Regions from separate parts of the Macaca mulatta genome. Here regions 2 and 3 are each linked to region 1. The links are chromatin contacts, called in public Hi-C maps. All regions are on one chromosome and are shown on one strand. The core of a region is the stretch at or near the end of the contact, and the rest is flanking DNA. Distances in the headings are between cores, read along the strand shown. Region 1 holds the start of LOC717030. Region 2 holds the start of LOC717365. Region 3 holds the start of ZNF878 (zinc finger protein 878).

Region 1 (4,001 bases), core at 814-3,313:
TGGCCCTGCCACACTCCCCTCTCCAAGACAGTAAAAATAATGATCAATAAATACGGAGGGAACTCAGAAACCAGCACCAGTGTAGGTCCTCGCATGTTGAGCACCAGTCTCCTGAGCCCACTGTTCTTTCTCTATACTTTGTCTCTGTGTCTTATTTCTTTTCTCAGTCTGTCGTCTCCACCTGATGAGAAATACCCACAGGTGTGGAGAGGCAGGCCCCCTTCAGGTGCGTGCCTGTAATCCCAGCTACTAGGAAGGCTGAGGCTGGAGAATCGCTTGAATTCGGAAGGTGGAGGTTGCAGTGAGCCGAGATCCAGCCATTGCACTCCAGCCTGAGTGACAGAAGGAGACTCTGTTTCAAACAAAAACAGAAACAAAGTACCTTCCCAGGTAAGGGAAGTGACTGGCTCTTGGCCAAGGGGACCCCTAAAAAACCCTGAAAATTGAGTTCCTCTGTATGACAGGATGGGAGGTGAGACAGGCTTCCTGGCCAACACAGCAACACCCTCTCCCTTTAGGAGTTTAGATGCAGCAACTGAGGCACATTCATGTAAAAACAGACATCATCAGCCTGGAAAAAAAAGACTCCTGTGGCAATAAGATACCAAATTACAAACAAGACCTAAGGCCTCGCAAGGCAAGGGTAAGTCATGCCTTAGAATTCATAAAATCTAGAGAAACAGGTCTGTTTTTTGGCTGGAATGGAATCAAGTGGCAGATAACAGACCCCCTTCCTTCAGCATTCCTTCCTACCTCCTCCAAACTTTAGACAAAGCTTCACACTCTCAACCAGCTGCCACCTACAGAATCCCTCAACCACTTGTGCCTTCTAATCCCCTTTCCACAGGTCTCACCCTTTCTGTTTTTTGTTTTTGTTTTTTTTAGACAAGAGTCTCACTCTGTCGCCAAGGCTGGAGTGCAGTGGCACTGTGTGGGCTCACTGCAACCTCCGTCTCCTGGGTTCAAGCAATTCTCCTGCCTCAGCCTCCCGAGTAGCTGGGATTACAGGCGTCCACCACCACGCCCGGCTAGTTTCTTTTTAATATTTTTAGTAGAGACGGGGTTTCACCATGTTGACCAGGCTGGTCTTGAACTCCTGACCTCAGGTGATCCGCCTGCCTCGGCCCCCCAAAATGCTGGGATTACAGGCGTGAGCCACCGCGCCCGGCCAGGTCCCGCCCTTTCTGCCAAAGGAACTTAAACCTTCCAGTAACTAATTCATTATTTTCCCCGCAATTCCTGTCTCTCTAAAATGAATAAAACCAAACTGTTTTGAGCCGCCTCGGGACCACTCACTCCAGGCTTCTTGGGGATGTTTTTCCCTCGGCCAAGGTCTCCCCTATTCGGCTCCGAACAAACTTCTTTATTTTACATAGTTTGGCTTTTTCCTTTGACAAACCACAAGCCAGGACTGGGTGTGTCTCATTCGTGAATCGCTGTTTGCTCAAATGAACTCTTTGTTAACCTTCCTCAGTTTAATTTTTAACAAGAGAAAAAGTGGACACTGGGGGCCCCACAGACCGCTGCTCCTCCTACGCACGAACCCCACACCCGAGTCGGGATCCCCCCCATGACCCCCCCGCGGCTTCCGCACAATCTGGGTAGACGCGTGGCTGCGGGCGCGGAGCTGCCCAGAGAGGGCTCTGGAGCCGCAGTCGCCGCGCAGGGACGGGACAGGACGCCTGGTGTCCCGGCTGTCGGCCCAGCCACACCCAGCAGCCGAGGGGACCGAGGGCCGAGCGGCTCCAGGAGGACTTGGTCCCAGATCCCGAAGTCGCCCGCAGGAAGGCCGGGGTCTCGCCACAGTCGGTTCTGGTCGGTCCAGGCAGCCCCTCCCCCGTCTCACGACACCCAGCCCCAGACACGCACCATTTCCTGGCTTTCAGATGTCCCGGGGTCCTTTCTACACCTCCTGTGACTACAGCAGGGCATAGCGCAGGTGACAGAGCGACAAAATCCTGGGTAGAGGCACCAGGTCCCTCTCGGGGCTGGAAACACCGGATCCGAACCGCGGCCCGCTCAGCCACAAACGTGAGGGCAGGAATGCGACCCTCTCCGTGTCTGGTTGAACACTGGGCAGGGCCACGCCCCAGTGCCTCTGATTGGATGGAATGCTAGGCCCCGCCCCCATGTCTGAGTGACAGCGGAAGCCCTGGGTATCAGGCCCTGCAGAGCCAGACTCACGGATTTTAACCACTGCTTCCCTAAGGGTGAGCTCCTTCCTGCACTCTGGTTATTGGATATTTGCATTTCATCCAAACTTGCTATTGATAGAGGAGAACGCTAGCGTTTTCCTCACTCAAGGGACTGTCCCTGCTCCTTCGTTCTGCACGGGGTCACAGGAGTGTGCAGGGAATTTCAGACTCAGTGTCTACAGGAGCCATCTCCTGCCTCAGAGCAGCAGTGGAACGGAGACCAGGCCAGGCACGCCTGCACCAGGAGGAGAGGCATATGTCCTCAAGCGGGCCGCAAGTGGGGATGAGGCATGGCCAAGACTTGTTCACTTACCCCATCCCCTCCTCACAGTGTGAAAATGCTCCCTTCTTCCAGATCTTCATTTTCACCAGCAGCAAACTCTCTCCTGAGGTTAATTTAAGCTTTTGACCTAAAGAAACTGTCAACTTTATCCAGGTGACGCCGCCCAAACAATTCTGTCTCTAGCCTGATCTTCACACATTTTCTTTATATATACGAAGATCTCTGTTAGATATAAAATGCTTTAGGAATAAATTCTTGGTCCTGCGAAGTAAAACTAACACTTAGAGAAAAGTTTAATTTGTTTAGCAAGGCAATTTACTTCTGCGGAAGGGTGCCACTTGTGTCAATCAAGATCACAAGAGCACAGAGAACAAACGTCACCAGGGGGTGTTATGTCCTTAATGCAGTCCCTATCTCTGTGTCACTCCTTCATGGCCTGGGGTTCGACCACACAATCTGAGCTGACCCGACTGGCTACTTGTACATATTTTTCTAAATACAGAAGGAGAGGGGAATGTGAGGTACAGAGGTGCAGCGCGTGAGATGTGCAGTTTCAGGGGAACAATGGGTACAGGTAACCAAGGGAACAGATGGGAGTTACTAATGAGAGCTGATGAGAAGGGGCTAGGCTGTTTTACAGTAACTAGGGGCAAGGAGGAACAGGAAAGTTGAGTTTGAGAACAAAAGACAAGGAAGTTAGCAGGCTAAATCTTTGAAAAGAAACTCAGAGAAATGTACTGTGTGTGTGACAATTCCTCCCTTTTTATTTTCTTATGATCTTTTTCTCTTTAAACTTTTTTAACGTGTTTTGGCTTTGCTGTTTGATTTGATCTTTTAAAAGGAAAAGCTTACTAGAACAAGGTGGAGGAGAACTAAGGGGGGTTTCAGTAAGTGCTGTCTGTGCAATCCTTTGTATTAGCCTATGGATGCATGCTATGACACAACATCTAACAAGAATAAGTACATCTGTTACGACTGTAAGAGCAGTAAGTATTGAGGCTATGATTCTTTATTTACTGAACTACTTTCCTAGCCATCTTGAAATAGGGTCATTGACTCCAGAATTTTTAGCTAATTCTTTGGATAAAGTGCTAAGTCCTTACAAGGCCTTTGTTATGCTCGCACTGGGGGGCGGTGTTGTTTGGGATGAAGGTACAACACTGGGTTTTAATCATAACACAAACTCCACCTTTTTCGGCTAATAACATGTCTAGAGTCATTCTGGTTTTTTTGTTTGTTTGTTTTTTGTTTTTTGAGACACAGTCTTGCTCTGTTGTCCAGGCTGGAGCGCAGTGGTGCGATCTCAGCTTACTGCAAGCTCCGCCTCCTGGGTTCACGCCATTCTCCTGCCTCAGCCTCCCTAGTAGCTGGGACTACAGGGGCCCACCACCACGCCCGCCTAATTTTTTTGTATTTTTTGGTAGAGACGAGGTTTCACCATGTTAGCCATGATGGTTTCGATCTCCTGACCTCGTGATCCGCCCACCTTGGCCTCCCAAAGTGCTGGGATTACAGGTATGAGC
Region 2 (4,001 bases), core at 818-3,317, 220 kb before region 1:
GAAACACATTGTTCCAAAAGCAGAAGAGGAGGCCGCATGGAAGAAAAAGATACCCCAGAAGAAACATAAGAGACAAATTCAGCCAAAAGAAAATGCGAATAAAAGTTCAAAACAAAAAAACCAACTCTAAAATTCATAAAACACAAAATATCATACTCTCTTAAATATGCCTCTATGATATCTCTCTGATAAAAGTTGGCTGTACTAGAGAAAATGAAAATAGGTGTTGGTGACCGGCAGATTCTGGGTCTATGATGAATCAGAGAAGGATGGTTTTCACTGTTTTACATTTTTTTAATGCCTGATGTTGACTTGGTAGAAAGATGATAATAAAGAGATTCTTCTGTCTATGTGTTTTAGATTACTCATGTTGACTGAAGAAAAAAAATTAAATTTGTTAAAGAAAGTGAGTTTGATTTAGGATTGACTGAGGACAATAGCCTGGAAGCAGTTCTGACAGACGGCTGCTATGCAGTATTTTAGTTTACAGTTTATAAGAGACAAGTGGGCCCTGTGCTGTATCTTGTTTTTTCTTCAAAGCATATTTCTGGAGAGTGCAGAGTCCCAGAGTCAGGAATGTTACAAAGTCAGGCTGGAAACCAGAAATAAGTAACATGACTAAACATTTGTATGTTTTTTTGTTTTGTTCTGAGACGGAGTCTCACTCCATTGCCCAGGCTGGAGTGCAGTGGTGCAATCTCGGCTCTACTGGAACCTCAGCCTCTTTGATACAAACGATTCTAATGCCTCAGCCTCCCAAGTGGCTGGGATTACAGGTATGCACTACCACACCCGGCTAATTTTTGTATTTTTAGTAGAAATGGGATTTCACCATGTTGGCCACGCTGGTCTCCAACTCCTGATGTCAGGTGATCCACCCACCTTGGCCTCCCAAAGTGCTGGGATTACAGGCTTGAGCCACAGCGCCCGGCCACTACTGCCTCACTGTCATGCAGTTAAATAATCTTAGACGCTTCCTCCTCGACTTTATACATACACACCGGAGGAGGGCTCTGCTCCTGTGTTATTCTCGCAGTGGGGTTGAGGATGTTTGTCTCATGGAAACTGGTGATGTGAGAAGCAGGTGAATAGCCTGCAGGGGGCAGCAGAGACCAACGCCAGGGACTGGACGCTGAGGCCAGTATGGATCCTGCCAAGGAGGGATGTGGATCTCTCCTGGATGCTTCCTGGCAGCCGCCCTCCTGCAGGTGGCTTGCAGCTGTTCAGAGCAGATCCAGAAAGAGTGTGGGTTCTGACACGCTGCAGCGCCCTGGAAAGCAGGAGACCCACGTGCAGGTGCACTTCAGGGGTTTTGTCTTTCTGCGGCTGTATATCTGGAATCTGGGGCCGTTTTCAGGAGCAGTGCTTTGGGTTTGACATGCAAAGGGTCCCTGGGGTCAGACTAATTTGCATATCTGAAGAAAATCTGTGAAGATCAAGTTCAGGGAAAGAACTGTTTGGGACCTCTCCTGGAGAAGGGGCTTATGAAGTTGACAGTTTATTTAGGTCAGAAGCTTAAAATCACCAAGTGAGAGTTTTCTGCCGATGAAGATGAAGGTCTGGAAGGAGGGAGCGTTTCCACACTGTGAGGTGGGGTGAGATATGTGAAAGCCTTGGCCATGTCTCATCCCTAATTCCGGGCCCCTGAAGGACAACTGCCCCTCCTTCCTGGTGCAGTCGTGTCTGGCCTAGTCTGGGCACCCCTTCCTGCTCTGAGGTCAGCAGATCGCTCCATTGGACACTGAGTCTGGAATTCCCTGCACACACTTAGGACTCTGTGCAGGACGAGGAAGCACTGACAGCCCATTTAATGAGGAAGAAGACAGTGCCCTGTCTAAAAATCAGGAGCAAATTTGGCTGAAAAAATATCCAATGATCAGGGCTCGAGGAGGGAGTTGTCCCTTAAAGAGAAGCTATGGCTAGAACTGATCAGTCGGGCTCCGCAGGGCCCGTTACCCAGGGCTTGTGCCGTCACTCAGTTCTGAGGGGGCGGGGCCTTGCACCTTGCCCAATCAGAAGCGCTGGGGCCGGGCCTGGCCAACTGTCCATCCGGAAGGAGGAGGCCCATTCCGGCTTCCACTTTTGATGCTATGCAGATTGTTGTCGGGATACTAGATTTCCTACTCGGAGAGGCCCGGGTCCCTTCGCCACTTCTGTCTCTCTGCCGCCTGCACTGTGACCTGCACTATTCACGGGAGCCCTAGAGAGGACCCCGGGACACCCGGAAGCCGGGAAATGGTGAGTGTGTGGGGCCGGAGTCCCCAGACGGGGGAGGGGCTGGGTGAAACCGGCCTGAAGCGGATGTGGCGGGACCCGGGTCTCCTCATGGGGCCTCCTGCATCTGGGACCCGAATCCCTCTGTCTCAGCCTGTCCCTCCGTCCCCTGGGCCGCAGGGTGCGGCTGGGCCGGCAGCCAGGACCCCGGGCGTCCTGTCCTGCTCCTGCGCGGGCGACTGTGGGTCCCGGCCCCGGAGCCCTCTCTGGGCAGCTCCGCGCCCACAGCCCGGGATTCTGCGGGAACCACGGGAGGGTCATGGGGGAATCCCGCGGGGTTTTTTTCTGTTAAAAGTTAAAGAGTTTGGGCCGGGCGCGGTGGCCCATGCCTGTAGTCCCGGCACTTTGGGAGGCCGAGGAGGGCGGATCACGAGGTCAGGAGATCGAGACCATCCTGGCTAACACGGTGAAACCCCGTCTCTACTAAAAATACAAAAAATTAGCCGGGTGTGGTGGCGGGCGCCTGTAGTCCCAGCTACTCGGGAGGCTGAGGCAAGAGAATCACAGGAACCCAGGAGACCGAGGTTGCAGTGAGCCGAGATCGCGCCACTGCACTCCAACCTGGGCGACAGAGCGAGACTCCGTCTCCAAAAAAAAAAAAAAAAGAAAAAAAAAAAAATTAAAGAGTTTGAGCGAACAGCGATTCATGAATGAGAAACACCCAATCATGACTTTTGGTTTGTTACCGAAAAACTTTAAGAAGAATTGCATTGGCCGGGCGCGGTGGCTCAAGCCTGTAATCCCAGCACTTTGGGAGGCCGAGGCGGGCGGATCACGAGGTCAGGAGATCGAGACCATCCTGGCTAACACGGTGAAACCCCGTCTCTACTAAAAATACAAAAAGAAATTAGCCGGGCGTGGTGGCGGGCGCCTGTAGTCCCAGCTACTCTGGAGGCTGAGGCAGGAGAATGGCGTGAACCCGGGAGGCGGAGCTTGCAGTGAGCCGAGATCGCGCCACTGCACTCCAGCCTGGGCGACAGAGCAAGACTCCGTCTCAAAAAAAAAAAAAAAAAAAAGAATTGCATTTTGTTAACGGTAGAGGGTGTCCAGGTTCTTGGCGTCTTGAACAAAGAATTGGACAAAACGCATAAAACAAGGAAGGAATGAAGGGATTTAACACTCCACAGTGTGCGAGCAGGGCTGAGCACAGGGGCTCAAAGGCCACGTTACAGAATTTTGGGGAGTTTACCCCCTGGAGGATTCCATTGGTTACTTGGGGTATGCCCTATGTCAAAGGAGAGGATGAAGTAAAGTTATAAAATCATTTACTGGCCGGGCGCGGTGGCTCAAGCCTGTAATCCCAGCACTTTGGGAGGCCGAGACGGGCAGGTCACGAGGTCAGGAGATCGAGACCATCCTGGCTAACACGGTGAAACCCCGTCTCTACTAAAAAATACAAAAACCTAGCCAGGCGAGGTGGCAGGCGCCTGTAGTCCCAGCTGCTCCGGAGGCTGAGGCAGGAGAATGGTATAAACCCGGGAGGCGGAGCTTGCAGTGAGCTGAGATCCAGCCACTGCACTCCAGCCTGGGCAACAGAGCGAGACTCCGTCTCAAAAAAAAAAAAAAAAAAAAAATCATTTACTTGGCTTAAGCCCTATGGAGTGGGTATTTCCTTTCATAGCTGAAGTGTGAATAGGCCTTATGTTCCCTGCCTGCAGACCCTATTTTCCTGCCTCAACTTGAGTTTGATTTTGGTGTCCTTAGGTAATTACTTATGGCACTAAACA
Region 3 (4,001 bases), core at 1,102-3,601, 130 kb before region 1:
TGGTATCACAAGATACAGGTCATAAAGACCCCACTGATAAAACAGAATGCCCACCAAAACCAAGATGGCGACGAAAGTGACCTCTGCCACCCTGGGCAACACGGTGATACCCCATCTCTACAAAAAATACAAAAATTAGCTGGTTGTCATGGCCTGCGCCTGTAGTCTCAGCTACTCGGGAGGCTGAGCTGGGAGGATTGCTTGAGCCCGGGAGGCAGAGGCTGCAGGAAGGCAGAGAGGCTGCAGTGAGCTATGATTGTGCTGCTGCACTCCAGCCTGGGTGAGGGAGTGAAACTGTCTCAAAAAAAAAAAAAAAAAAAAAGAAAAGAAAAGAAAAGAAAGTGACCTCGTGTGGTCCTCACTGCTTATTATACACTAATTATAATGCATTAACATGCTAACAGACACTCCCGCCAGTGCCATGACACTTTACAAATACCATGGCAATGTCCAGATGTTACCCTATGTGGTATAACAAGGGGTAGGAACCTTCAGTTCTGGGAATTGTCTGCCCCTTTTCCAGAACACTCATGAATAATCCACCCCTTGTTTAGCACATAATCAGGAAATAACTATAAATATACTCTGTCAAGCAGACCATGCTGCTGCTCTGCCTATGGAGTAGCCATTCTTTTGTTTTACTTCTCTAATAAACTTGCTTTTACTTTATGGACTCACCCTGAATTAGTTCTTGCATGAGATCCAAGAACTCTCTTTTGGGGTCTAGATTGGTACCCCTTTCCGGTAATAAGATGAAACCGACTCCAGGTGAGAGTTTCCTGCTAATGAAAACGAAGGTGTAGAGAGGAGGGAGAGTTTCCACACTGTGAGGAGAAGATGGGTGTATGTGAGGAAGCCTTGGCCATGCCTCATCCCAATTCCTGCCCCACTGCAGGATATCTGTCTCTCCCTCCTGGAACAGGCATGCCTGACCTGTTTCCCCTCCTGCCCTGAGACAAGGGGATGGCTTTGTGGGGGTCATAGACTCTTGGTGTCCTAAAGGTTTGCTGAAAACTAATTGATCTGAGGCAGATTGATTAATAGAAAAGAAGGCATGCAAATGTATTTAACATGTATACATGGGAACCTTCAGAATGAAGACCCACCCAGCTATAAAAAAGAAGATTATATAGCAACCTGAGGTCAGTAAATTAGGTTTAGTAGCAAGACAGCTTAGCAGAGTGAGAAAGGAAGAGGCTTGGCTAGAAAATTAGCCAGCCACCAAACCTGGCTAATTTTTGTACTTTTAGTAGAAATGGGGTTTCTTCATGTTGGCCAGGCTGGTCTCGAACTCCTGACCTCAAGTGATCCACCCGCCTCGGCCTCCCAAAGTGATGGGATTACAGGCATGAGCTACCACACCTGGCCCTAATCTATTTACTTATCTTTATCTTTTTAGTAGAGACTTGGTCTCACCACGCCCGGCCACTTTTTTTTTTTTTTTTTTTTTCTTTGAGACAGAGTTTCGCTCTTTTTGCCCAGGCTGGAGTGCAATGGCGCGATCTCGGCTCACCGCAACCTCCGCCTCCCGGGTTCAAGCGATTCTCCTGCCTCAGCCTCCCCAGTAGCTGGGATTACAGGCATGCGCCACCACCCCGGCTAATTTTGTATTTTTAGTAGAGACGGGGTTTCTCCATGTTGGTCAGGTTGGTCTTGAACTCCCGACCTCAGGTGATCCACCTGCCTCGGCCTCCCAAAGTGCTGGGATTACAGGCGTGAGCCACTGTGCCCGGCTACCGGCCACTTTTTAAATTTTTAAATAATAAAGACAGGGATCAGCCAGGCGAGCAGGGACAGCTCACCGAGTGAGGAAGACGACAGTGCCCCTTCTAGCAATTCGCAGCAAGTTTGGTCGAAGACAAATATTTTATTTTATCTTTTTTTTTTTTTTTTGAGACAGAGTCTCACTCAGTCGCCCAGGCGCGAGTACAGTGGTGCGATGTTGGCTCACTGCAAGCTCTGCCTCCCAGGTTCACGCCATTCTCCTGCCTCAGCCTCCCGAGTAGCTGGGACTACAGGCGCTCGCCACCACGCCCACCTAATTTTTTTTTTGTATTTTTAGTAGAGATGGGGGTTTCACCATGTTAGCCAGGATGGTCTCGATCTCCTGACCTCGTGATCCGCCCGCCTCGGCCTCCCAAAGTGCTGGGATTATAGGAGTGAGCCACCGCGTCGGGCCAGCCCAAGGCAAATATTCAAAGTAAAGGTGGGAGGGAGGTACCGAGCTGACCTTGGAAAGTGTGGCCAGAACCGGTCACTTTGGCTCTGCAGCGCCAGGTTACCCAGGGCTTCTGCCGTCACTCAGGGAAGGGGGCGGAGTCTAGACCCCTATCCAATCAGGGGCGCTAGGGCGGGGCCCTGCCACTGTCCTCCAGGGAAGTGGAGATTGCATTCCCGCTCGCTTCACTCCGAGAGCTGTTCGCGCCTGTTAAGGTATGGGTCTTTCCTGCTCTGAGAGGGACCAGTTACTTCCGCCGTAGCTGCTGTTGCTCTGTCGACTGCAAGGTGAGCTGCACTATTCGCGGGACCTTTAGAGAGGACGCCGGGATACCTCGAAGCGCGGAAATGGTGAGCACGCTGGGCTGGGGGGTCCCAAGGCGAAAGGAGGGGCTGGGTGGAACCGAGAGGAACCCGCTGTGGCGGGGCCCAGGCTTCCCTGCAGCGACGCTGGGGTCCGGTCACAGTCCCCCTGGCGCAGCTCGGTCCTCCGTCCCCTCGGCCGCTGGGTGGGGCTGGGCCGGCAGCCGGGACCCCGGGCGTCCTGTCAGGTCCCTGCGCGGCAACTGCGGTCCCAGCCCCGGCCCCGGCTCCCTCTCTGAGCAGCTCCGCGCCCGCAGCCCCGCGTCTCCCGTGGTTCAGGGACCACGGAAGGGTCATGGGGGGATCCCGCCTCGGGTGTGGGGTTCGTGTGGGAGGAGCGGTGGCCTGTGGGGTCCCCAGTTCCTTTTTTTCTCCAGTTAAAAATTAAACGGAGGCACTGTTAAAAAATGAGAGTTTATTTTAGCAAACAGCGATTAATGAATGAGAAACTCCCAGTCCTGGCTTGTGGTTTGGTAACGGAAAAACCCAAACCGTGTAGAATAAGTTTATTCTGAGCCGAATAGGAGAGACCTCGGCCGAGGGAAACACAACCCCACGAAGCCCGGAGTAAGCGGTCCCGAGGCAGCTCATGACAGTTTTTTTTTTTTTTTTTTTTTTGAGACGGAGTCTCGCTCTGTCGCCCAGGCTGGAGTGCAGTGGCCGGATCTCAGCTCACTGCAAGCTCCGCCTCCCGGGTTCACGCCATTCTCCGGCCTCAGCCTCCCGAGTAGCTGGGACTACAGGCGCCCGCCACCTCGCCCGGCTAGTTTTTTTTTTTTGTATTTCTTAATAGAGACGGGGTTTCACCGTGTTAGCCAGGATGGTCTCGATCTTCTGACCTCGTGATCCGCCCGTCTCGGCCTCCCAAAGTGCTGGGATTACAGGCTTGAGCCACCGCGCCCGGCCGACAGTTTGGTTTTATTCATTTCAGGGAGACAGGAATTGCAGGAGAATGATGAATCAGTGCCGGGAAGGTGTAAGTTACTTTGGCCAAAAGGCGGGACATATGGAGGCGGGGTTAGAAGGCACAGGTGGTGGAGGGATTCTGTAGGTGGCGGTGGATGGAGAGTGTGTGAAGCTTTGTCTAAAATTTGGAGGCTGTAGGAAGGAGGGCTGTTATCTGCCGCGTTACTCCATCCCAGTCCCTGCTCCCTTCCCCAGAAGACCTGTTTTTGTTTACCAGATTTTATTTTTTTGAGACGGAGTCTCGCTCTGTCGCCCCAGGCTGAAGTGCAGTGGCGCCATCTCGGCTCACTGCAACCTCCATCTCCCGGGTTCAAGCGATTCTCCTGCCTCAGCCTCCCGAGTAGCTGGGATACAGGCGCCAGCCACCACGCCCAGCTAATTTTTGTATTTTCAGTAGAGACGGGTTTCACCATATTGGCCAGGCTGGTCTCGAACTCCTCGTGACCTTGTGATCC

What was found. A called contact is a pair of places that touch in the nucleus more often than the background predicts.
Region 2: a contact with region 1 is called in a Hi-C map of fetal cortical plate, with 3 times the contacts expected there. The contact joins the promoter of LOC717365 here to the promoter of LOC717030 in region 1. A contact is called at or near these places in 4 of 14 Hi-C or Micro-C datasets (CD4 T cells, fetal cortex germinal zone, fetal cortical plate and 1 more).
Region 3: a contact with region 1 is called in a Hi-C map of liver, with 4 times the contacts expected there. The contact joins the promoter of ZNF878 here to the promoter of LOC717030 in region 1. A contact is called at or near these places in 3 of 14 Hi-C or Micro-C datasets (CD4 T cells, fetal cortex germinal zone and liver).

The regions. Positions count from the first base shown.
Region 1 is chr19:12,588,164-12,592,164 of T2T-MMU8v2.0, reverse strand. LOC717030 reads right to left here and starts at 2,063. Exons shown (of 3, transcript XM_077977751.1): 1 at 1,870-2,063. It overlaps LOC144336725 (a long non-coding RNA gene), which reads left to right and starts at 2,138. Exons shown (of 3, transcript XR_013409049.1): 1 at 2,138-2,210; 2 at 3,903-3,993. LOC144336695 (a long non-coding RNA gene) reads left to right here. Exons shown (of 2, transcript XR_013409017.1): 2 at 1-2,031.
Region 2 is chr19:12,805,301-12,809,301 of T2T-MMU8v2.0, reverse strand. LOC717365 reads left to right here and starts at 2,067. Exons shown (of 5, transcript XR_013408963.1): 1 at 2,067-2,238. It overlaps ZNF625 (zinc finger protein 625), which reads left to right. Exons shown (of 6, transcript XR_013408999.1): 6 at 1-348.
Region 3 is chr19:12,720,867-12,724,867 of T2T-MMU8v2.0, reverse strand. ZNF878 (zinc finger protein 878) reads left to right here and starts at 2,351. Exons shown (of 6, transcript XM_077977811.1): 1 at 2,351-2,568; 2 at 3,512-3,556. The coding sequence starts at 2,566.